5 separate regions of the Mus musculus genome follow, and regions 1, 3, 4 and 5 are each linked to region 2. Evidence: chromatin contacts called from public promoter capture Hi-C data. All regions are on one chromosome and are shown on one strand. Each heading gives the region's core, a stretch centred on a gene start, on an enhancer-like site or on the middle of the called end of the contact. The rest is flanking DNA. Distances are from core to core; before and after follow the strand shown. Region 1 holds the start of Ccdc13 (coiled-coil domain containing 13). Region 2 holds the start of Cck (cholecystokinin). Region 3 holds the start of Gask1a (golgi associated kinase 1A). Region 4 holds the start of Pomgnt2 (protein O-linked mannose beta 1,4-N-acetylglucosaminyltransferase 2). Region 5 holds the start of Zfp651 (zinc finger protein 651).

Region 1 (4,175 bases), core at 1,470-3,969, 340 kb after region 2:
CTTGAAGCCCCTGTGCAAACGCAGAGGTCCAAGCCCAAAGGCACCATGGCCCAAGCATTGGATCTTGCCAGGCCCCCAGGCCCAGAGCCAACATCAAGTTCTCATAAAACTTCCCCTCCCATGCCCAATATGACCCCAAAGACACCCAGCAACAGTCGTACAAGGATGGAGGATAATAATTATGGCCTTCCCAGGGAGGATGGGGCAGTTAAGTGTGAGAATGTGTGCCAAGCACTGTATCGTGTGTGGGAAACTAGTGTCTTTGGCACAGTGGAGTCGCTGTGAGAGCGCAGGGCCCTCATTGACTGACACCTACGCCCTGCCTAGCCTCAGCTCATCTGCTGACTGAGACATACTGCCCCTTGCTCAGAGCCTCAGTGTGGGATGGAGGACTCCGTGTTGGTGGAGAGCTGCCATTCAGGAACAGTAAGGAAACCACAGCAGCTCGGGCGGGGCACCTGGGAGAGCAGCACAGCAGGCGGTCGGCCCAGACTCATTTACTCCTGGGAACAGAGGGTCTGAGGTTGACTGAGCAGATGCTAACCTCATACAGGCAGTGCACACAGATCTGTTCTTCCACGTGGATCTCGGTCTGTCAGGGAAGACAGGCCCTGACCACACAGATGTAGTGAACATGCTCTGAGGGGAAGATGAGAACATGGCCGACACAACCGACTAGCTCTTGGCCTTTGGTCCTACAGACCATCAGGAGTCTGGACACACCTACCTAACCCCTAGACCAACGACCGTCACCCAATGGGCTATTACCATAGTTTATAACTCATGTCTCTCTCTGCTCCTGCCTCACCCCATACCACAGCCTGTTTGTTCTTCACACACTTGGCCCTGACACTGTCCAACATGCTCTCCTCAGCACAAAGCCAGGGCCCCTCCCCTCCCGCGTCAGCACTAGGGGTGCCTTGGGCTCACAGCTTGCACTCTGACTGCTCCTTCTAAGTTCTTGTCTCCGTGTGTTCTCTGGTTGCCTCCTGGACATCTCTGGATTCAATGGGTTTCCACTGGGATGACTCCCCTGAGCTCCTGACAAGCGCTGCCCCTGTCCCCACTGTATATGAGTTACCTTTCCCATTGCTGTGGGCAAACGTGTGACCAAAGCAACTCAAGGTGACTTAGTTGGCTCACAGTCTTGGAGGATACAGCTCACCATGTTGGGGAAGGACAGCACCCACAAGTGGACGGCTGCAGGGGGTCCACTGTGGGGAAGCACGGACAGATGAAGGCTCCACTCCTGCTTTCAGTCTGGGGCTCCGTGGGATGGCGGGTCTTCTTTTCTCAGCTAAACCTCTCTGGAGACACCCTCATGCACTCGTGCACACACACAGAGGAGTGTTTCCTAGATGGCTCTAAATCCAGTCAACTTGCTAGTGAGTATGAACTGTCCCAACCCTTGCTTGTACTCACAGAACACCATCTCCCTGCCCAGGTCATTCACCTTTGCTCCTGACCTGTAGCACACGTTACATACCAACTGTGCTTCCTCCCACTAGTACGTACACTACCAGAGGACACACACTTTAACTTTATTTTTAGCTGTTTGAGACAGGGTCCTGCAAGGGCTGGCCGGATGACCTGGCACTTGCTGTGTAGACCAGGCTTGCCTCAAACTCTTGGCAATGCTCCTGTGTTGGTCTCTCAAATGCTGGCTATGTACCAACACGCCTACCAGGATCATTATTTTCATCCACTTTGTTCATGGCCATGCTACAACAGGACACAGTAGGTGCTTAATGAATATTTATAAAAAAAACATGAAAGAATTTGGCCTTTTTTTTAGACAACTATACTTTGTAACCAACAAACTACCTTAAAACCACAGATAACCCTAATTGCTTACAACTTTTGTTTTCTCTTTAAGACAAGATGTTGGTATGCAGTCCCGTCCTGCTTCAAATGTGAGTATGATTACCAATTTGGGACCAGCATGGGTCTTCTAGTGAGTTTTAAGGCCATCCCAGGCTACAGAGTGAAACCCTACTCAAAAGACCAAGGAAGAGAAAAGCTGTGCGCAGGACGGTGGATGGGGCCTTGAGCACCCATCACTTCTCACCAGCCTGCCACTTTCTAGCTCACCCACGCAGCCCATCCCACCTCCCCATCCTGTATGTTTTTACAAGCCAGAATGAGGGTCAAGTCAGGGCAGCAGCCACGTGCTGAGTGGCAGCTGCAGAAGACCTGCTTTCTAGTCATGCCCACGCAGGTCGCTGGGTCGTTCCTCTGCCTCACGAACCCTCCTCGCGCGGAAAACACGAGTCTGCCCAGGGAGGGGTGGGAACAGCCCGGCCCCAAGGAGAGGCCATTCGCAGGGTCTATGGTTTGGTTTCCCAGTCTTGGCTTCTCGCTGCTCGGCCCCCAGTTCGATCCCCCTCTCCCGGCTCCACTCTAGGCTTCCGATTCGGTTCCTCACTCTCGCCACGGTTCCGGTCCCCACTTGGCCCCTTGTTTGGTTTCCCGCTCTGTCCCTGGCTCGGTCCTCGCTCGGCTCCCGGTTCGGTTCCCCGCTCTCGGCTCCACTCTTGGTTCCTAGTTCGGTTTCCCGCTCCGCTCGGCTCCCGGTTCAGTTTCCCCGCTCAGCCCCCGGTTCTTTTTCCTGATCCGCTCCGGTTCGATCCTCGCTTGACTCCCGCTCTACTCAGCCTTCCTCCACTTACCGCGGCTGCGCTTCGGGGTCTGTCTTAAGGGCCGCGGGCACTTCCTCCGCCCTTCCCGACGCCGGCATGTGCTGCCTTGGCAACCGTCACCAGGGAAACCAGCACGGTCGCGCGCGTCTACGGGGGCCGAGAGAGCCTCTAAAGGTCTGAGCTGAGCGTGCTGAGGGGTCCGGGAAGACCCACAGAACTGCACACACCAGCTGGACATGAGAATGCAAAGTGCCTACGAAGCCTCCACTCTTCCGGAGTGTATTTTATTTAAGGATTTGGGGGGTCTGTTTGTTTTTGTTTTTAAAGGTAGGGTATCATACAGTCCAGACTGGCCTCAAACTCGCTCTGTAGCCATGCATGACCTTGAACTTCTCATCCTCCTGTCCTTATTGAATGCTGGATGACACAGGCTGCACCACCGTGCACAACCGACCTCCAGTGTCTTTGAAAAAGTAGGATGCATATCCTACTGGCCTCCAAGGGTTTTGGAAAGTGGACGGTTTTTATGAAATGTAACATAGTTAACCATATTATCTTTGGAAATACAAAACAAGGCGGGAAGAATGTTGGGTTATGATTGTGATTGGAGTAGGCCAAAATTAATAATGCTAAAACCAAAACCAAACCAAAACAAAACGCTTCCTCCTTTTCAAACAGCGCACAGAACTAAAAGAGGAATGTTGAAAGCGTTTATGGGTCACATCGCAGGATGACAAGACACATCCCTCGCCAGTCAGTCTAGTCCAGTCCAGGAGCTGATTCAAGTTCACCCCAAAACCCTTTTTCAAAAAACAAAAGGTGGAGAGCAGTTGAGGACAAATAATGAAGACAACCTCTGTCTATCCCATGCACATGTGCACCGACACAAACAATTGCACACACCCATACTAAGAAAACCTAGACGTGAAACAACACACAGGCAATTATATCAGTATGGTAGGATTTTAGGTCTTCTTATTTATGAATTTATTTATTTATTTGCATTTTAGAAGATTTTAAAAAACAGTGTGTGTGTGTGTGTGTGTGTGTTTAAGAAAATACTTAAAAAAAAAATCTCCCAGTTTGACATTGCTGTATTTCAGGGACTTGAAGGGAGGCAAACACATAGGAAAAATGAGCTGAGGGAGGCCAGATGCTCTCACTAGCCTTTATAATGTGAAAGTCTCCAGCTATGTTAAACCTGTTTTTCTGCTTCCCATTTACTTAACGTGAGTAGTACATCACTACTTGTGAAGAAGATACAGGGCTGGATACCCACAGCCCTGCATCCACCTGCCCACCCCCTCGCAGTACAGTACAGTGTGTCCAGGTGCACAGCATCTCCTTCATAAAGCTTCTCTCTCTCTAACTCTCTCTCCTTCTTTCTCTCTCTCTCTCTTTGTGTGTGTGTGTGTGTGTGTGCCCATGGAGGCCAGAAGAAGGCATTGGGTCCCCTAGGGTTGGAGTCTGTGATGGTTTGAATATGCTTGGTCCAGGGAGTGGCACTATTAGGGGGTGCAGCCTTGTTGGAATAGG
Region 2 (3,964 bases), core at 157-2,656:
GAAGCCTGACGGGGAGCGGACACCCTTACCTTTGCGGACCTGCTGGATGTATCGCGCTAGCAGTGCGCCCAGGCGCGCTCGGGGCTCGCCGTCCGTCCGGAGCACAGCCCGCAGCTGCCTTCGGGGCGCCTCTTGCGCCCGCTGCTCCACGGGGTCCGTAGCTTCTGCAGGGACTACCGGCTGCGCCAGGGCGCCAGCAGCTAGGACTGCCATCACCACGCACAGACATACGCCGCTCTTCATGGCTATGGGAAGCAAAGGCGAGGAGAGTGAACCAAAGACTGGCCTCAGCGTGCTCCAGCCCAAAGTCCCGCACACAGAAGTCGGCTGAGGCTGAACATGGGGGCTGCAGCCGGGTCAGACTGGCTCAACCGTAGCCAAGCGAAGTTCCTAGATGCGCCCTGGCCACCGCGATAATTTCTGCCTGGCTTTTGTGTTATCCACACCTGGGACCTGGGAATCCCGCAGAGTCCCGATTTTTCTGCCCTGATCAGAAGCAGCGTTTCCTCTTGCTTTCCTGAAGTTCCAGGACGCCTTTGTAGCTCATCTCTCTTCTAACCAGAAAAGCAGAATGAAGCGTGTGTGTGTGTGTGTGTGTGTGTGTGTGTGTGTGTGTGTGTGTGAGAGAGAGAGAGAGAGAGAGAGAGAGAGAGAGAGAGAGAGTCAGAGAGACAGAGAGAGACACAGAAAGACAAACGGACAGACAAACACGGGGAGGATACTTCTGGAGAGAAATGTGAGAGATTAAATTTATTCACTACATTAAAAATGTCAGGACACTGGGAAACGCCGTTTTAAGTGTGGGCCCATAAAAAGAAGCTGTATTTATATAGATTCTTCTGCGTTTTACGGGAAGTCACTATACAAAGCAAAAGCCAGAAATCTGTGCCCAGTCCTCAGATGTGGCCAAAGCCCTGCTACACTTGAGAACTGAGCAGATGGGTGCTGTATCATAATGATGTGTTTTTATTCCCCAAAGCCTTAAAATTTTTTTAATGCAGCATTTAGAAAATGGGCATAAATCTTTAAACCTCTAGGTAGTTTCTTTTAAATGATTGCAAAGTGCTCCGAACAGCAGAGAAACCCTAAGAGTGGCTATTCCCAGCCTTGCTGTAAACAGAACATACAACAAGTCTCTCCGCAGCAGTACCCACCCAGATGCATTTTAAGGCTATTTCTGACTTCAGGAAATCTTTCTAGCTGTCAAGGGAGGGAAGGCACAGAAAAAGGAAAGACTAAACAGCAAGAGGTGCAAAGCTGCAGGCCAATATTCTTCACACTCAAGATTGTTGGATCAGCCAGCTACTTACCTTTGGATGGGGAAATCAGCTGGCTTGGCGAGTTCCAGCGGAGAAGGCTGCAGTCCAGCTAAGTTGAGGGCAGGCGGGAGGGTGACTGCTCTTAAATAGCTCCTCCCGGTTCGCAGCCAGTCATCTGTTTACCCAGTGCTGACGCAGTCCAGCAGGACACGTGCTCAGAGGCAGCCACTGGAGGGACCACCGATTGATGTGGCCCTCCGGAGAGAAGGGAAGCGTCCCAGTGAATGAGGATAGCCCCTCCCAGGGGGGCACTTTGCATGGGTCTTACTCTTTATCTAAAGAGCTTCCTTCCCACCTGTTCGGCGCCTGTGCAGAGTCCACCTCAGGGAGGGTGCCACCTCCACTCTCGGTGAAAAACAGGAGTTTATCTGCAATGGAGAAGCTGACCAAGTTCAGTGAGCTTTGGGGATCAAATCCTTCAAGGAAACTGGGGGACCCTCACAGGCTGGGTGTCAGCAGATGTAATCCTGGTGTGTTCTCTGGGACCACCTCAGACCTGAGTGGGCTCTCACAAGTAAGAGAGGGAAATCGGGCTCCCAATTTTTCAGAACTCAATTGCAGTTGGCATCCTGGATTCTATTCTTACACAATTGTAAGATCGGGTGCAGCTCCTGCCTTTCTGCGAAAAGCCTCTGGGAAAAAGATTTGTAATTTCTTTCCACGACGACTTCCCAGGGGCCTATCATCTACTGATGCTTTTGGTCGTGAAGTGGCGCCAGAGAGTGTCTCAGGCACTCCCAAGCTCTGGCTGGCTGAGCCATGCGGGCTGGGCTCGCACCTTCCCAAGAGCTCAGATCACCCTTTCCAGTCTAGTCCCTCTAAAGTTATGGGATTTCGCTGGGTGATGAGGATCTTGGCTGAGAAAAAGACTCTTACCAAGCAAGAAGGAGAGAGGGGGCTCTCTCTGCTGTAGTGCGCACAATCCTGCAACCCCCAGTTCTCACATAACAAAGTGATTATCTATGCCCAGGGTGCTAGAATTTGCTGAATCCCTCTAACCCCATTCCACAGAACACATACTGAGGAAGCCCCACAGCAACCTCCTTGCTGCTAGCTTGTAACTTGGGGTCACCACCAGCCAGGGCAACCATGCCCTCAACCCTGTCAAGCTAGGGTGAATGGAGAAAGGGTTAGAAACTCTTTCTAAATAGAAAAGGCACACAGTTTGGGGACTTCCGGCTGAGGGGGACTATGAGAAACAGCAAGTGATGCCAAGAGTTTAGGTTCATGGTTGTGGCTCTAGCGGTGTCTGCAACCTAGAGGCAACATGTTTTAAACAGCAACAGATTAAATGCTGTGGGGTGATTTCCCGCACAAGACAGCTCAGGTTGTGGGAATGTATCTGTGACAGATCGAGCATGTCCGGAATTGTGGATAAAGCAGCTGGGCACAAGGCTGTTCGATATGGTCAGAATCCACAGGCGCTGACTTCCCTGGGTCGGTGGCTGAGATATGGACGCTTAGCTGCCTCCTTCCCTCCATCGCTTGCCTCAAGATTTATGAACTGTGCCCAGCCCCTGAGGATGCGGTGTGACCAAGACTGGACAAAATAAATACCCACACAAATAAACACCTTTGGGAGCCGGGGGCCTGGAGCTGGAACTGGGAGGCGGCTCAGCCAGTGAAGTGCTTGCCTGCAAGTACAAGGAACTGAGTTCAGATCTGCACTAATAGCCAAGGGCGGAGTAAGGATTTCCACTGAGTCTGGTGGTGACATGGAGGTGTCCCTAGGGCAGACACGGGAGACCAGGACAGGTTAGGAAGACAGGAGATGGGAGGGCCATTGAGGAATGAGGACAGATTTATAGGAAGCCTAATATGCTTTTGTGAAATTTATTCACTATCATGAAATGTAGCAGACACTATACGAGTCCTAAGTGCCTACAATAGAACATCCGAATAGCTAGAACAGTAGACATAAGCAGAAACTTCCAGGCATGGAAGCAGCATCTTGCTCTTCAAGAAACCCAAAGGTACTCCGTGTCTGGGGCTGACTGTGAAGTTCTGGGCTGAGAGACAAGGGTGGGTGGGAGTGTATTGGCCACAGGGGGAGTTCAGAAGAAAACACACCAACTGGTGTGTGTCTGGCGGGGCGTGGGGGATGAATCCAGGTTATGGGTGGACAGCTAGAGAAGGTTGTGATCTCAAGTCCTGGACAGAGGGACACTGGAGGTACAACCCAAGACTCTTTCTGTAGATGGTGGCTTCCCACCTGGAAGCTGTAGGAAGAGACTCAAAAGGTGGGAAGCGAGGGAAGAGAAAAGGCATCTCTGCCCAGATTCCCAGGTGTGACAGCCAGAGGAAGGAACGGGAGAAGGGTCCAGCACCTGACCACAGGCAGGGTCAAAGGCCAGAGTAGAAAAGCCACCAGGAGAAGCCAAAGGTGTCAAGGACAGTTAGAAGCTGGAAGAAGGTGGCACAATGGACTCTTTATTTAATAAAATATTGTAGCCATGGTTTCTTCATCTTCCCTGGGAATTCTGGGTAGGACTGATGGAAAATAGGTGGAGCCTGGATTCTATGGCCATAGTGATTCAGTGAGGTTCCTCCAAGCAGCTGAGGCAAGAACAGTAATTTTGTTTTGTTTTGTTTTGTTTTGTTTTGTTTTTCGAGACAGGTTTTCTCTGTATAGCCCTGGCTGTCCT
Region 3 (4,465 bases), core at 296-2,795, 460 kb after region 2:
AGACTTTAAGCTGTAGAGTGGCTTCCTGGTTTTGACTTCCCAACAGTGTTTCCTTTCCTGTAAATTTGCTCCAAGGCATTGTTTGTGGTGATTCAATGCTACAATGTACAGAAAGCATTCAGGGCTGACTGCTTTTGGCACAGCATTCTGCAGTGCTCCTGTGACCCCTATCAGCAATAATCTGATAGTTGTTGATCCATCTGGGGAAGGTGACTCTTGGGGAGCCTGAGGGTGGCTCATCTTCTCTAGTGGTGACCCTAAAAGTTTAAATCCCGGGAGGTTATTTTCAGTTTGGTTCCAAGCTTCTGTCCTACTGTCCACTCTGCCCTAACCTCCAACCATTGTCTACCTCCCTATAAGAATTCTAAGTTCCATCCTTTCATCTTAGCTCCAAACTTGACCATCTAGAGACTGCCGCACCTGGGGATCCATCCCATAATCAGCCTCCAAACGTAGACACCATTGCATATGTCAGCAAGATTTTGCTGAAAGGACCCTGATATAGCTGTCTCTTGTGAGGCTATGCAGGTGCCTGACAAACACAGAAGTGGATGCTCACAGTCAGCTACTGGATGGAACACGGGGCCCCCAATGGAGGAGCTAGAGAATACCCCAGGAGCTAAAGGGTCTGCAACCCTATAGGTGGAACAACAATATGGACTAACCAGTACCCCCAGAGCTCGTGTCTCTAGCTGCATATGTAGCAGAAGATGGCCTGGTCGGCCATCATTGGGAAGAGAGGCCCCTTGGTCTTGCAAACTTTATATGCCCCAGTACAGGGCAACACCAGGGCCAAGAAGTAGGAGTGGGTGGGTAGGAGAGAGGGGGTGGGGTGGGGGTGGGTGGGCGGGTGGGCGGGGTATAGGGGACTTTCAGGACAGCATTTGAAATGTAAATGAAGAAAATACCTAATAAAAATTGAAAAAAAAAAGAATTCTAAGTTCCAAGTATGAGACTTCTTAGGAGCAGTCTTTTCAGAAGTCTAGGTTCTCCTTGGCAGCCACCAGCTGTTAGCAGTGAGGCCAGCAGGATCCTGCACCACAGATAGCAAGCCCAGTGCAGACACAAAAAAACTATCTACAGCCAGAGCAGTATCGAGTATTGATTCCTTACTCTGGCCCCTGAATGAGGTTCTGCTATTGTTAATGACCTTCAGTGGTTAATGGATATTTGCCTCCCAAACCGCCCTTGGGCACTGTGCCCAAAGAAACTGGAGAGGTGCCAGTGGCAGACTGGTCTTCCTGAGGTTTTGCAGAGGAGAGGGCCAGTATAGGGAATCATCGTCCGGGCGGCCCCATGAGTTGCACCCAAACACCTTAGAGGCGCGATTGGGGCTCCTCTGAGCCCAGCCCAGGCGCTGAACCCAGTGGGGGTACGGGTGGGGGAATGGTGAGTGTGTGTGTGTGGGGGGGAGGGGGCGGGAGTGAGACTCTTTCCTTCCTAGCACCAGAGACCTCACTCCAGGCAGCTTCTGTTGGCCAGAAGTGGGTAGGGCTTTTATTATGAAAGGGGCCTCCCCCTTCTGTGCTTTCTGGGGACTGGGGAGGCTGGGCTGCGCTGCTAGGCTGGGGCTGTGCAAACTCTGGAAAGGTCCCCAGCGGCTGGAGGAGGCTTGTGTGCCACAGGACTCTGCAGACTCACACGTAGACTCACATGCGGAGCATCCTGTGTTGTGTCCTGCCCTGCAATCTGGTGGCGGGGAAAGGTGTGGACCTAATCCCAACCCTGCCTGGAAAGTCTGGGCTCCAGGGATGAGTCTGCCAGTAGGCTGAGCCCAGGAACCTGCTGCAGTACCGTGGGGACATGGTAGGAGCTGCTGAACAGGGCGGTGGGTACAGGTGGGTGCCAGGGCAGGCAGCCTTGAAGCCTCGCATGAGTTGCACAGGTGGCATCCCAGGCCACAGTTATACCTCAAGCTTTTTCATGGGGTCACAGTGACTTTCATTTGTGCCCTGGACTGGAGAGTCTTCCTCAAGGACCCCTCACGTGTAGATGAAGAGTTATCTAGACAAAATGCCTGTAGGAGTGTAAAGGACTCCTTTGAGCACCCAAGGCAGACGATGGGCGAGGACCCTAACCCTAACCCTTTCAAGTCACCTCCTTCCTTCTCAAAGATGTGTAAATTTCATGGTGTTCTTATGGCTAAGTGGTGTATTGATGCTTTAAAAAAAATGCCTTGTATCACCTTTGAGTTAAAGTCTTACTGCCCCACCGCCTCTGCCTGCTGGACAGAGTGGTCATGGGGATGCCTGAGGAGTCACTGATAAAGTCTAGGACCTGTGGACTTGATTCTTTTCCAACCTCACAGACACTAAGAGAGGAAAACAAGAATGTGAAAACCTGCCCTTGTGGCGTTAGCTGAGGTACTGATATAAACCTTAGGGCACATTGATGTGCTCTTGCCGCTGACAGAAAACCTGCAGCCCAGGTACCAGGGTGTGTGGAGTGTGTTGGAGTGCCATTGCCTGCTCTGTGACTCCCTAAGGGGTCCCTTTCTCTCCAGGTTTCGGGGTGGGGTTGCAGATGGGAACTCCCCAGAGGTGTTTCATGGGAAGTTGACCTATGGCCCAGGAACTCAGCCGACCTTTGCAGGAAGTAGGTCAACATGGGAGCAGTTGTGCCACTGTGGGGGCCCTGACCAGTGAGGGCTGGGGCTCGGTCCTGAGGCCTGGATTTGCTCCTGGCATCTCTACAACCTTACAAGTTTCCTGCAAAGCTCCACATGAGTAGGAACTCTTGTGTCTGAGAGGAGGCATGGCTGGAGGTGCAGGGTACGAGCTGAGGTGCTGCTGGAATCCTGGTTTAGGAACAAGTCTCCCATTCAAAAATTATGACCCACAGCCATGTACTCTGAGGGGTGTTAGTGGTCTCTGCTCTCAGGCCATTTTAGGAGTCTCTTCTTTCCACTACGTAGGTTCTGGGGATCGAGCTCAGCAAGGTGGGTAAATGCCTTTACCCACTCAGCCATCTCAGTGGACAAAATTCTGTAAACTACATTATCCTTCAGAACAAGGCTAAATGATATCTCTCCATTAGATTTCTGAATGGGTCTTTTACAGTTACCTTCGTAATCATAAAAGCAGACTGGAAGCAGTTCCAATAATAAATGAGTGTGCTGCTATTCATGTCCCCATTGCTGTCTTGCTTGGGGTTTTTGATGGCGCAGTCATCTAGGTCCCTACATCCTGACTTCCAGGCCTAGCTAGCCACCCCTGCTGAAGGATGGTACCGCCTGCACCTGGTGACACCTTTCGTCCACTTCTCTGCCACTGGCCATGGACTTGGGTTTCTCTTAAGTGGCCTCTGGAAGGAACTATGTCACGCTGTTTACTTGTGGGCAGTTTTTGTTTGGCTTGAAAGGTGTTTGCTTGCAATGGGCAAACATCCTCTTCCACCATCCAGAGAATTCACATCCCCGAGTCTTGGCTGGGGCAGCAGGTTTGTGGCTTTATGCTTAGGAGCCAAGTTGGGGAGCGATTTTTCCAGAAATGCCATCAGCCAAGAGCTAGCTAACAGCTAAGGAGGGGCTGGGACTAGGGAGGAGAGAGCTGTATTTGTGGATGGCAACTAGAGAGGGAGGCATGAAGATGCACGGGGCTAGCTCTGTGGATAGCCTTTCCTGTGTCCTGACAGCCCGAGAGTGTAGCATGAGATGGCTTTCCTCGGCAGTGCAGTGTTTCTTCTCACTGGCACGGCAGTTGAAAGGTGGTAGTCATGGTCCGGTGCTCATCACAGGCACAGGTTGAGCTTTGTGTCGTGGCTAGTGAGACTGTATCAACAAGAGAAGTCTGATTCCTTCCAGCTCCGGCCTTGGCTCTGTCCCACCATGCCCTGAGGTAATTTCTCACACTCTGGGCTGAAGGAGACTTTCATGTTTTCATCAAGGAATAAAAAGTTGACTTGGTTCTTAAGAATGCTTGATGACACATCTGAAGTAGGACGCATAGTAGGACGCGTAGCCTCTGTAAGATGAGTTCAGGGAGTGATGATTTCAAAACACAAAGAACCCACAACTCTCTTCATCCTTTCTCCAAAGGAAAGGAAGGCTCCAACCTGGAGCTCATAGGAAAACTGGCAGCCACAAGGAAGGAGAGGAGAGAGATGGGGAGGGCAGTGAGGGTGTCGCCCAGAGGTGCTGTGCTGTGTGGCACGCCTTGTCAGGGAGGTGGCAGTGTCTGTGATGGTCTGTATGGAGCGGGGCCTGGTCTTAGGCCTGCTGTCCTCCGGGCTTAGGCCTGCTGTTCTCCGGTCTTAGGCCTGCTGTCCTCCGGGCTTAGGCCTGCTGTCCTCCGGGCTTAGGCCTGCTGTCCTCCGGGCTTAGGCCTGCTGTCCTCCGGGCTTAGGCCTGCTGTCCTCCGGTCTTAGGCCTGCTGTCCTCCGGTCTTAGGCCTTATGTCCTCCGGTCTTAGGCCTGCTGTCCTCCGGTCTTAGGCCTTATGTCCTCCAGGCTTAGGCCTGCTGTCCT
Region 4 (4,616 bases), core at 852-3,351, 500 kb after region 2:
TTAGCAGCTAAACAACACTGCTCCAGGCCTCCACTTACTGGTCTGAGGCAGGACACTTATACTATTCCAAGAGGGAGGTTCCAGGTTTGTGGACCCAGTGACCCAACAGAAGCAAAGCTCTGTGCCTGGCAATTATCCAACTCTGTAAGACAGCAGCAATATAAAAACCCATTTACTGACTCTCACTCTATGCAGGCAGCACTCTAAGTTCTGCATATGTGGTCTCATCCCTGCTATAACCTAAGGCAAGTACTATGAAACACACTAAAGGGCATATGCTTGGGACTGCTATATGTATTGTTCAATACACTGTAGCTATTATGGGGAGGGGCTGAAGTTCAAACTCAAGCCTGAATTGCAAAGCCCATGGTAGCCTGTCTGGAGTCTTCCTTCCCTGCCATATCTCTCACCCAACTTGAAAAGCCCTGGGGATCATTTTAGCATCTCCTGAGGGAGAGTGTCCCTCCAGACAACCATGCTGAGGTGACTGACAAGGCCTCTGGGGAACAGAGTGTTGAGTAATTTAATATTCTGGCTCTCTAGAAGCCTTTGCTTATTACTGCTATTTCTGAAAGCAAGAACTTGCCAGCCAGAAGTCCAAGGTTGGTTAGAAGCATGTCGTCAGCTTGGGCTGATGTCACAGGCCTGCTGTCCCAGCTACTGGGGAGGATGAAGCAGGAAGATCATAGCTTAGGTGTGTCTAGGACTTACTGAGACCGTGAATCAAAGCAAAGAGTAGAGAGTGAACGGGTGTAGCAGAATGTTTGCTCAGCACGCAGGAGGCTTTGGATTCATCCTTAGCAAACAAACCAACCCTGACGGCCCTGACAGTCCAGCACACCAGGATGATGCTCCACCAGGGTGAATCCACTCACCAGCTCCCTCCCTTTCCAAGGCCCCCAGGGGCTCTCAGCTCTCACCTCTGAGGATAAAGTATCCAGTTCTCTTCTAACTCTGTCACCACTTGGAACTCGGATCCTTCATGTGAAAGGGCCGGCTGATCCTAAAAGCCTGAGAGCAGCTAGTCTGTGGAAAAGACAGGACCCGGAACCAGAACTCCAACCTTGTCTATAGAGTTGGTGGTCGTGCATGCTAACATTTGATGTGTTCAGAACCCAGACAGAAAGCTTTGCCAGCATTACCTCATGGAAGCCTCACAGCAATTCTTCAAAGAAGGTCTTTTTTCACTCTGTCTTACAGAGGATGAAGGAAGGGACCAGAGAAAGTGAATGAGTTACTTATGGGGACATGGCCGGTAAAGGAGCCAAGATTTTCCCAGTGCCTGGAACAGTCCACACATGGTAAATGAATTGTGCTAATATTCACATGTCCCATAAGCCTAAAACCATCTACACCAACAGGCTCGGGGCTGGTTGGCATAAGGTCAGAGGATACTGGCTGCTCACAACCTGCAGCGTGATTCTGGTGGAAGGTCCCAAACTTTTACCCCGGATTCCCACTAACGATGAGAAAACGGGTTCCTATAGGCAAGTCCATCAGGGTCGTCCGTCAGTAGCCGCCCCCACCCCCACCCCCCCGCCATTGTCAAGCAGACAAACTCCTAACTCCGACTGTCCGTCCATCCGGGTGGTTCTCTACGGAGCCCCAACTGCCTAAAGGTCAGCAACAGGCCGACCCAGGCACCGCTTCAAACGCAGCTGGCGCAGCCCAGGCCCCCACTGCTCATCTCTCCTTGCTCCACGCCACCTGTGCCAAATGTGCACCATTCTTTCCCAGGCACGAGCATGTGCGTCCCCGCGGTCAGAGGCAGTGAAGGCTCCAGCCGAACGGTCCAGTGCGCCATCGGGGGCCGGGCGGTTCAGGCCCACCCCTCCCACCTCGGCGCCTGCTGCAGGCGGCGTCTACCGCCCTGGGTCCGGCAAGCCCGCCGGCCTCCCCTGCAGTCCAGGGTCGGGCACCAAGCCCGGCCCGGCCCGGCCTAGCGCCTCACCTGAAGCCGGGCTCTGTGCCCCGTCCGCTCCGAGCCCGGGGCCCAGCTGCGCCACAGATGCCCGCGCTGCCCACCTGCCGACAGGGTGTCGCAGGTGTTCCTAGTGTGCTTGCCCTGCTGGCGAGCTCAAACTCCGGAACCCGGGCGCGTGCGCGGGCCTTGGGACCCGCCTCTCGGACCTCGGCCAGGATCACCTCTTCGGCTCACAGAATCCTGGGAATTGTAGTTTTCAAGCGAGCAGCATGCACGAGCCTGGGAAGACCAGAAGCTCTTCTTGGTGTTCTGTTTACCCAATTATGAGAGTTCTGATGATAAACTTAAATACAAGATACAGAAATCTTCATATGTAATCTGTTAGAGAAAAAATAATCCATACCTTGACATGCTTTTAAGACTCATAAAGAGACTATTGATGGCTCAGCAGTTAAAGTATTCACTGTAGATGAGCACAAAGACTGAACAGAGCTGTTCATGGTCATTACTGAAGGCTTCTGTGCTCAGTTAACTTCGGATCGTCTCCCCTCAAACCTGAGCCAATGGATCGCTCCTCCCTTACCAGGCTTCTTGTCAGGTATGTTATGTCTCTTTTATACTTTTTCTGGGAACTGCCATTTGGCTTTACAACCAAACTGATGGGGTGTTATCATGAGTGGGTGTCAGATGACAGTGTTGGAGCTCGGACTTGACATCAGGTGAATCTGACCAAAACGGCTGGATTTCTCACTTGGGAAATGGACATTGTGACACTTCTGACACGATGACCCAAATGTCATGTGGAACCTTGTCCTTTTGAGAACTGGGCTGGGGGTGGGGGTATATATTAAGGGACCCTCCTCACTCCTCCCCTCCCCCACCCCCACCCAACTGGCCCGGTTGGCCACAAAGCCTTCCCAGAACCTCAGACCTCAGTGGGCTTCACTCTCATGGTTGTTATTACAAACTCATCTAAAGTAGTCTCTGTCTCTCTGTCTGTCTCTCTCTGTCTGTCTCTCTGTCTCTCTCTGTCTGTCTCTCTGTCTGTCTGTCTGTCTGTCTGTCTCTCTCTCTCTCTCTCACACACACACACACATACACATACCTGTGAGAAGATCAAACAGAGTGCACTGAAGAACTGACACAGAGAGTCGGAACAATGCCACTGGCCACAAGGCAGATCATTTCTGGATTGGGCACCATTTGCCTGTACCATGAAGAAGGCCCTGTGGCTTCCTGCTTCCCCCAGCCCCTACCTGTGCTGCCTGGATTCTTCCTCTTTTCCTACCTCCCCCCATTTGGCTTTTGGTGTTTTAAAAAGCAACAATCTCTTTCTTGGCCTCAAGGGTTGCACTAGTCTGTGGAAGCTCCACATAACTGGCCCCCTGGCCCTTCAGGCCTCAACCTTTGTCCTATCTCAGAGGGTTCTTAGTTTCAGGCAATGTGTCTACCCTGGCTGGCTTGAGCAGAACAATGTGTGTGAAGGAACATTTAGTGACATGTGGGCTCATTAAGATGAGGAGGAACAGACTCTGCATCTAGGGTCTGCTCTGATGACAGTGTCCAAGCCATGTCCAAGAACTATGCCATGCTATCTGGAGATAAGGAGGTCAGCTTCCTCTGACACCATTCCCCATGCATAAGCCATCTCACAGAGTGCTCTTCCTTCATCTGAGTCACAGTGTGCACGTGCTTGGCAGAGCCTGTGTCTCAGAGAGACTCCTGTCTGTAAGGAGCCCTGAAAACTGAGTCCATGGCTCTTCATCTCCAAGGGGGCTCTGGGTGAGAGTAGAGCTATCCAGCCTGCTGCAGCTACTCACCAAGCAGATCACACCTCCAAAAGGCTCTTCCCTTCATAAAGGGGATTTTGTTGACAGGTTTGATACATGGCAGGTAGAATAAGCCTTTGGGGCAGTGTACTTGTTAGCCTGTGGGGAGGACCTGTCAAAATTAGGGAGTACTTCCAAATAAAGATGTTTCAGAGGCAAGAGAAAGAAAGGAGGGAAGGAGAGAGGGAGGGAGAACTGCTTTCTCTGGTCTATTGTTTTCAAATGGCTTTGACATTGACTGGCATCTACTTGTTGAAATTATTGAGCAAGCACCTGTACCCACTGAGCCACTCAGTCCTTCTTCCAGGAACCCCTTTACTAAGGGACACTTACCATTGTGTGTTTTTATCAGCTTTGTGAAAATCACACTGTCAACTTGACTGGATTTAGAATAACCTGGGAGATTAGTGAGGCACGCTTCTGGGTGTGTCTGTGAGGGTGTTTCTAGAGAGGACTGAATCGAGAACACTCCGATGTGTGAATGGCACTGTTCTGTTGGCCAGAAGCCTCAAGGTAATAAAAGGAGGGTGACTGAACTGAGTGCTGGCACTCCCTTCTGCTTCCCATCTGTCTGCTAGCCGCATGCTCCCACAGCCATGTTTGCCCAGGCAAATGGAGCCAAGCAAGTGTGGATCCAACACCCTGAAACTCTGAGCTGAGATAGTTATTCTCTTACATTGTCTCAGGCACTTTGACCATAATGATACAAAGTAACTAATATAAGCCTTCACATTTTTTTTTTAGTCCTTTGTCTGGAGGTTCAGATCGGAATACATTGTATCCAAGTCAAATCACCAAGGTCAAGCAAATTTGACTAATACTTGCAAAACCTGGAAGATATACAGACTGCTCAGTTGTTGTGC
Region 5 (4,593 bases), core at 943-3,442, 260 kb after region 2:
GAGTCTGCCTCCCTGAAGACTATGTCTGGAAACACTTAGGGCTCAGAAGACCTCTAGAACCCCCACTACTGGGCAGACATGTAGGACCCGATGGTCTCTGCACAGCAGTGATGGACGTAGGCCTTGACACTGCTGCTGGTCACATCTGAGTTAAAGGGATGGGGGCTTCCGCAAGAAGTACCACGGCCCAAGGTTGTGGAGGACTAGGGTCTCTGGGAGCCTTTTGGAAGTTAACAGGGAGGCTCTCCTGTAAGGCCCTGGACTTGGTGTGGGAAAGGGAACCTGCTGGTTTGCATTAGGCTCCCACCCTTGTGCAGCTGTGGCCCATTAGTGCTGGACTCAGCAGCCAAAACTGAGGGAGATGGAGGCCACGTACTGTACACCCTCCCCTTCCAGCCTGCACCACCCACTTTTTGGACTGCCTAACTTGCATTTCTGTTACCTGGTGAGCGTAGTTTCCCCAGCCAAGTGCAGGAACCCCAAGCAGTCTGGGGTTGTCTCCTTGTTCTCCAAAGTGAAGTTTGGCCTGGAGTCACTCAGCTTTAGGGGTCTAAAGCACCCACCTCTATCATGGTAATGAGTGCTCTGGCCCCTAAACCAACCAACAGAACTTGAGGTTGTGGCCTAGAATCCTTCCTCTGCTCCCATCTTGTCCCTCCAGTTGGCTGTACCCCATGTCCAGACCACTCAGTTCTGCAGCCATGAACACAACGGGGCTTCTGGCTTTTGCAGCTGTTGCCAGTGACAAGCCCAGTGTGCCCTCTTGCCCTCAGTCGGAGTTCAGAGAACCCAAATGAGACAGCAGGGGGTGGGGTAGGGGTGTCACTCCTTTACCTTAGCCAAGGCCAGTACCAGCTTCTTCCAACCTCCCAGCACAGCGTCTACATGTTTTCTCTCTCTGCGGGACTCTCCTTGTCCACCCAGTAGGTAGACAGCCCTGCCCTTCCCACCTCCCAGGTCAGTGCAGCAATCAACTGGGTCAGACGAGAAACTTGGGTTTTGGGAAGTGTAGGAGACATCATCGGTAATTGACAGGTTCACAGCTTCAGCCTAGAGCCTCAGATTCGGGAACCCAGGTAGGGGCATGCCCTGCGCATGTGAAGGAAGGGGCTCTCCTCACTGTCCCTACCTTTCTTCACCTACTCAGCTTCCTTGCTCAGGGGTAGTCAGCCCATGTCCAGTGAGAGATCCTTGCATTCTGAGGGGACAGACCTTCGACTATTTGATGACACCTGCTTGGCTCCAGAGAAAGAGCTACAGCACACCATGAGGAAGGCGCACACCCAAGGAGACTGCTATGGCTGGAGTGGAATGGCCCGGCTGGAGCAGTGTTGGGAGAGTGACTAGGCTGAACAGTGGGTAGGGGTGCGGGGCGTCCGAAGGAGAGACCACGGTGGTAGTCCGTAGTCCCGCCCTGCTGTCGCTCGGCCTGGCAGCGTTCCTTCGCAGCCTCCTGCCAGCACAGCCAGCCCCCTGCCCCCACGGAGCCGGTGCCAGAGCAGCGTTCCGCAAGCCGAGCTGCATCTTCCCAGCGCCGAGGCTGCGCGGAGGGCCCCTCGGCCGGGCCTGGGCCTCTGGCCCCCACCCGGCTGTTCCAGGTAGGTCATCTGAAAGGCTTCCGTCGTTGCGGCGGTTGCTCGGAGGTTCTGCAGCCAGAGGCCCCCAGGTAGGTTCGGGAGACTCAGAGCAAAACGCGTGGGAGGCCGGAGCAGCTACAGACCCCAGACTCACCCCCAAGTCGGAGCAGCCGGAGTCACAGGGGGCGGGAGATGAGCGCGGCTGGGGTACGGGTCCATCAGAGTCGCCTGGCTCAGGGGAGCAGGTGGGTCGGGGGGCGGCGCGCTCTGCTCAGCGACCTCACGCCTACCCTGGCCCCGCCCATGCAGAGCAGCGGGAGGACACCCGGGTTAGACTCCCGGACGAACTTCCCAGCAAAGAAGGGCAGAGAGGGACTTCGCGCGGGAGGGTGGGATCGAGCGGTCCAAACGCTCCCACGTCACCAGCCGGGTCGGTCCGGGGACCCCGAGGCTCTCCCGAGGGCAGCTGCATCGAGACGGCGCGCGTCCGCGCCCCCAGCCAGCACGCAGGGCGGCCTGGCCCTTTAAGCGTCCAGACGGCGGCCCCAGCTGACGCGCGGGCTCCAATCGGCGCCCCGCGCCCCCCGCCCGCCGCGCCCGAGGCTCCCGGGCCGCAGCTGCTCGGCCGGGACTTGCCGCGGCCCTGCGCCTCCGCCCGCCCGGCCGGCCGCGCCCCCGGGGCCATGGTCGCGGGGCCCTGCGCAGGGGCGGCCCCCAGCGCGGCGCTTCATGGAGCGGCCCGGGCCCGGCCCTCGGGGGCAGCGCGATCCTGCGGGGCCCTGTGAGCTCCCAGCGCCGCGGCACCATGGTACGCAGGGCCCTGCCTGTCCCCCCGCTTATCCGCCCACCTGCGAGCGCCTCCTTTCAGAGCGCACGGCCCCTTGGGACCCGGTGCAGGGTCTGGAAGACCTGGCCCCTCCCCCGGGGTCCTCGACCCTATCTGTCCGGTGTGCAGGGCCCAGAGTGCGGCGCGGCGGCGCGGCTCAGGGGTGAAATTCCTGGGGTGGGGGGTGCAAACGCGAAAGGCCGAGGTCTTGCTGCGCACGGGCGGAGGGGGGAGCTTCTCTGCGTCCGGACGGCGCCGCCCCGGGGCTGGTAATGGGGGGAAAAGGGGGAGTCGGATTCCCGCCCGGGCCTTGGGCCACGTGGGCGCTGCAGCCGCTCTGCCGGAGACTAGGATGGATCGCTCCATAGGCGGGGGGCGCCCACAGCTGGAGTGGAAACTCCTGTGTGACCTTGGGCCGGTCCCCTGCCGTCTCTGAGCCTGTTTCCCAGGCCTCTCCAAAGAAAGCATCCAGAAGTCATGAGCCTGTACCCCTGCCGCCGGGGTTTCACCAGATGGCCTTTGGGAGGCAAAAGCTTGGTGGCCTCTGCAGGTGTCCCTCTGGGGGAGGGCTGCGATGCAGCTGGTGTACCCAGGTGTTGAGAAGCCTCCTCAGCTTCAAGGAGCCGGAAGCATCTGGCCAGAGGCTACACAGCTGGTGGGCACTGATCCGGAAGGGGCCCTGCCACTGGCTGGCAGCATCTCTGGTCCATGGCTGGGGAGGCTGCAATGTGACTTTAGGGATGCCTGGGTTTCTGCCAGGCTCAAGTGGCCCTGCCCAAGCAGGAGGTCCCTGGGGAAGCTTTGTAAAGGGAAAAACGGGGACCCCAAGCCTGGAATAAGTGGTGCCATGGGGGGGCCTTTCCCTGCCACCGTCCACCCCCCAGTAGTACAGACACCAGGACCTGCAGGTGCAATGACTGGGAAGGAGGCAGGACCAGAGGGTGTGGTGACTGTGTCTGGATGCTTAGGTGGTTCTCACACCTCATGCTTCCACCCACCTCACTTCCAGGACTCTCCAACTGCCTGTCTGAAGTGTACCAGGCAGAAGGGAAGGGTGCTGGAGTGGCAGGATGGCCACAGCTCCATGAGTAAAGCCTCTCTGGGCCTCAGTTTCTCTAAGAAAGAGGAATTGGTCCCAGAAAATGAATCAGAGTGAGTCAGAGAGGGATGGGCGGGGCCCCGTGCCACGTCCCTGCTGGACGGCCCAGCAGTTCTGGGATAGATTCAAGAATGGGTGGCTGGTGGGGGTGTGAGGGGTGGAGGGAGCTTCAGGAAGGCAACGTCTGTTGGTGGAGCGGAGGGCAAAGAGTGGGCATGTCTTGGGCTGCTGGCCGAGGGCACAGGTTCGAAGCTCCTTGGGGCTCACCCGCAGCTTCTCCTTTAGCAGAATGACAAGGGAGCTCAGAGTCCATGCTCTCTGTCTGGCCCACCCACTGCTGACAGGAGAGAGGACTTAGAGGGGACAGCTTCATCCTGGGACCCCTAAGGAAGGTGGGGTTGTGTCCCCCATTGGGATGCATCGGCATTCACACACTGGAAGCTTTCGTCTCCACAGGCAGAGCCCATGGAGCATCCAAAGCCAGCCGTTGTAGGGCCGGACTGGCCAGTGTCTGCTGAGCCCCAGGCCCTATGTGAGGGATAAGACAGGCCCATCTCTACCACCCGACTAAACAGGACTGTTCTGGGAGTGGGGCAGGGCCTAAAGGCCTGGCAGTCTGATCTGTCAGTCACTAAGGTCCCTAGGGGGCTCTCCAGGAGGTGCGACCTCCAAGACAGGACCAGCCTGGAGCTTCTGCGTCTGGGCTGGGGTGCCGGAGTGTGGCAAACAGAGAAAACAGCCCGTCTTCCCCCAGGACCCTGTGTACAAAAAGCTGCTGTAGCTTGAGTGGGCCTGGCTGTCTTTAGCCTGCTGTCTTCTGTGGCCCCTTAAAGGCCTTTGTTGGCCACTGTCCAAGTGAAACGGCCCCTGGATGCTACAGCCTAGGTGCAATAGCGGAAGCTGTGTCTTCTGCTGTTCACGTGCTCACAGTTGGGCAGGCTCCTGTCTCAGCATGGTGGGAAGGTCAGGACGGACTGAGGCATAGCTGGAAGTCCAGTTGGGGCACAGTGAAGAGGGATCCTGGGGTGGCCCCTAGTGTGTGCACAGAGGAAGAGCGAAGGGAGTGCCCAGAGCAGCTACCTGGGCACAGG

Evidence for each region. Promoter capture Hi-C pulls out the DNA fragments that hold promoters and counts their contacts. Capture Hi-C pulls out chosen DNA fragments and counts their contacts.
Region 1: a promoter capture Hi-C map of embryonic stem cells shows a contact between it and region 2, with 2.0 times the contacts expected there. The contact joins the promoter of Ccdc13 here to the promoter of Cck in region 2. A contact is called at or near these places in 1 of 39 promoter capture datasets (embryonic stem cells), 1 of 15 datasets of contacts at CTCF or cohesin (large pre-B cells), 21 of 484 Hi-C or Micro-C datasets (B cells, the BV-2 cell line, the Ba/F3 cell line and 11 more), 1 of 115 datasets of contacts at active chromatin or transcription factors (bone marrow-derived dendritic cells) and 1 of 9 other capture datasets (adipose tissue).
Region 3: a promoter capture Hi-C map of liver shows a contact between it and region 2, with 2.5 times the contacts expected there. The contact joins the promoter of Gask1a here to the promoter of Cck in region 2. A contact is called at or near these places in 2 of 39 promoter capture datasets (cranial neural crest and frontonasal cranial neural crest) and 2 of 9 other capture datasets (adipose tissue and liver).
Region 4: a contact with region 2 is called in a promoter capture Hi-C map of liver. The contact joins the promoter of Pomgnt2 here to the promoter of Cck in region 2. A contact is called at or near these places in 1 of 15 datasets of contacts at CTCF or cohesin (embryonic stem cells), 15 of 484 Hi-C or Micro-C datasets (B cells, CD4 T cells, CD8 T cells and 6 more) and 3 of 9 other capture datasets (adipose tissue, embryonic stem cells and liver).
Region 5: a contact with region 2 is called in a promoter capture Hi-C map of the C10 cell line, with 2.5 times the contacts expected there. The contact joins the promoter of Zfp651 here to the promoter of Cck in region 2. A contact is called at or near these places in 5 of 39 promoter capture datasets (the 3T3-L1 cell line, the C10 cell line, embryonic stem cells and 2 more), 3 of 484 Hi-C or Micro-C datasets (the G1E-ER4 cell line, bone marrow-derived macrophages and nephron progenitors), 1 of 115 datasets of contacts at active chromatin or transcription factors (stem cell-derived neural progenitor cells) and 2 of 9 other capture datasets (liver and pancreatic islet).

Annotation. Positions count from the first base shown.
Region 1 is chr9:121,836,742-121,840,916 of GRCm38.p6, forward strand. It overlaps Ccdc13 (coiled-coil domain containing 13), which reads right to left and starts at 2,720. Exons shown (of 16, transcript NM_028384.1): 1 at 2,670-2,720.
Region 2 is chr9:121,494,288-121,498,251 of GRCm38.p6, forward strand. It overlaps Cck (cholecystokinin), which reads right to left and starts at 1,407. Exons shown (of 3, transcript NM_031161.4): 1 at 1,311-1,407; 2 at 30-245. The coding sequence starts at 243. All of the region lies in intron 1 of Gm38661 (a long non-coding RNA gene), which reads left to right.
Region 3 is chr9:121,949,443-121,953,907 of GRCm38.p6, forward strand. Gask1a (golgi associated kinase 1A) reads left to right here and starts at 1,546. Exons shown (of 5, transcript NM_177743.5): 1 at 1,546-1,705.
Region 4 is chr9:121,993,925-121,998,540 of GRCm38.p6, forward strand. It overlaps Pomgnt2 (protein O-linked mannose beta 1,4-N-acetylglucosaminyltransferase 2), which reads right to left and starts at 2,102. Exons shown (of 2, transcript NM_153540.4): 1 at 1,952-2,102. Gm39463 (a long non-coding RNA gene) reads left to right here and starts at 2,062. Exons shown (of 2, transcript XR_871388.3): 1 at 2,062-2,522.
Region 5 is chr9:121,757,841-121,762,433 of GRCm38.p6, forward strand. Zfp651 (zinc finger protein 651) reads left to right here and starts at 2,193. Exons shown (of 6, transcript NM_001166644.1): 1 at 2,193-2,385. The coding sequence starts at 2,383. It overlaps E530011L22Rik (RIKEN cDNA E530011L22 gene), which reads right to left and starts at 2,103. Exons shown (of 1, transcript NR_033503.1): 1 at 1-2,103.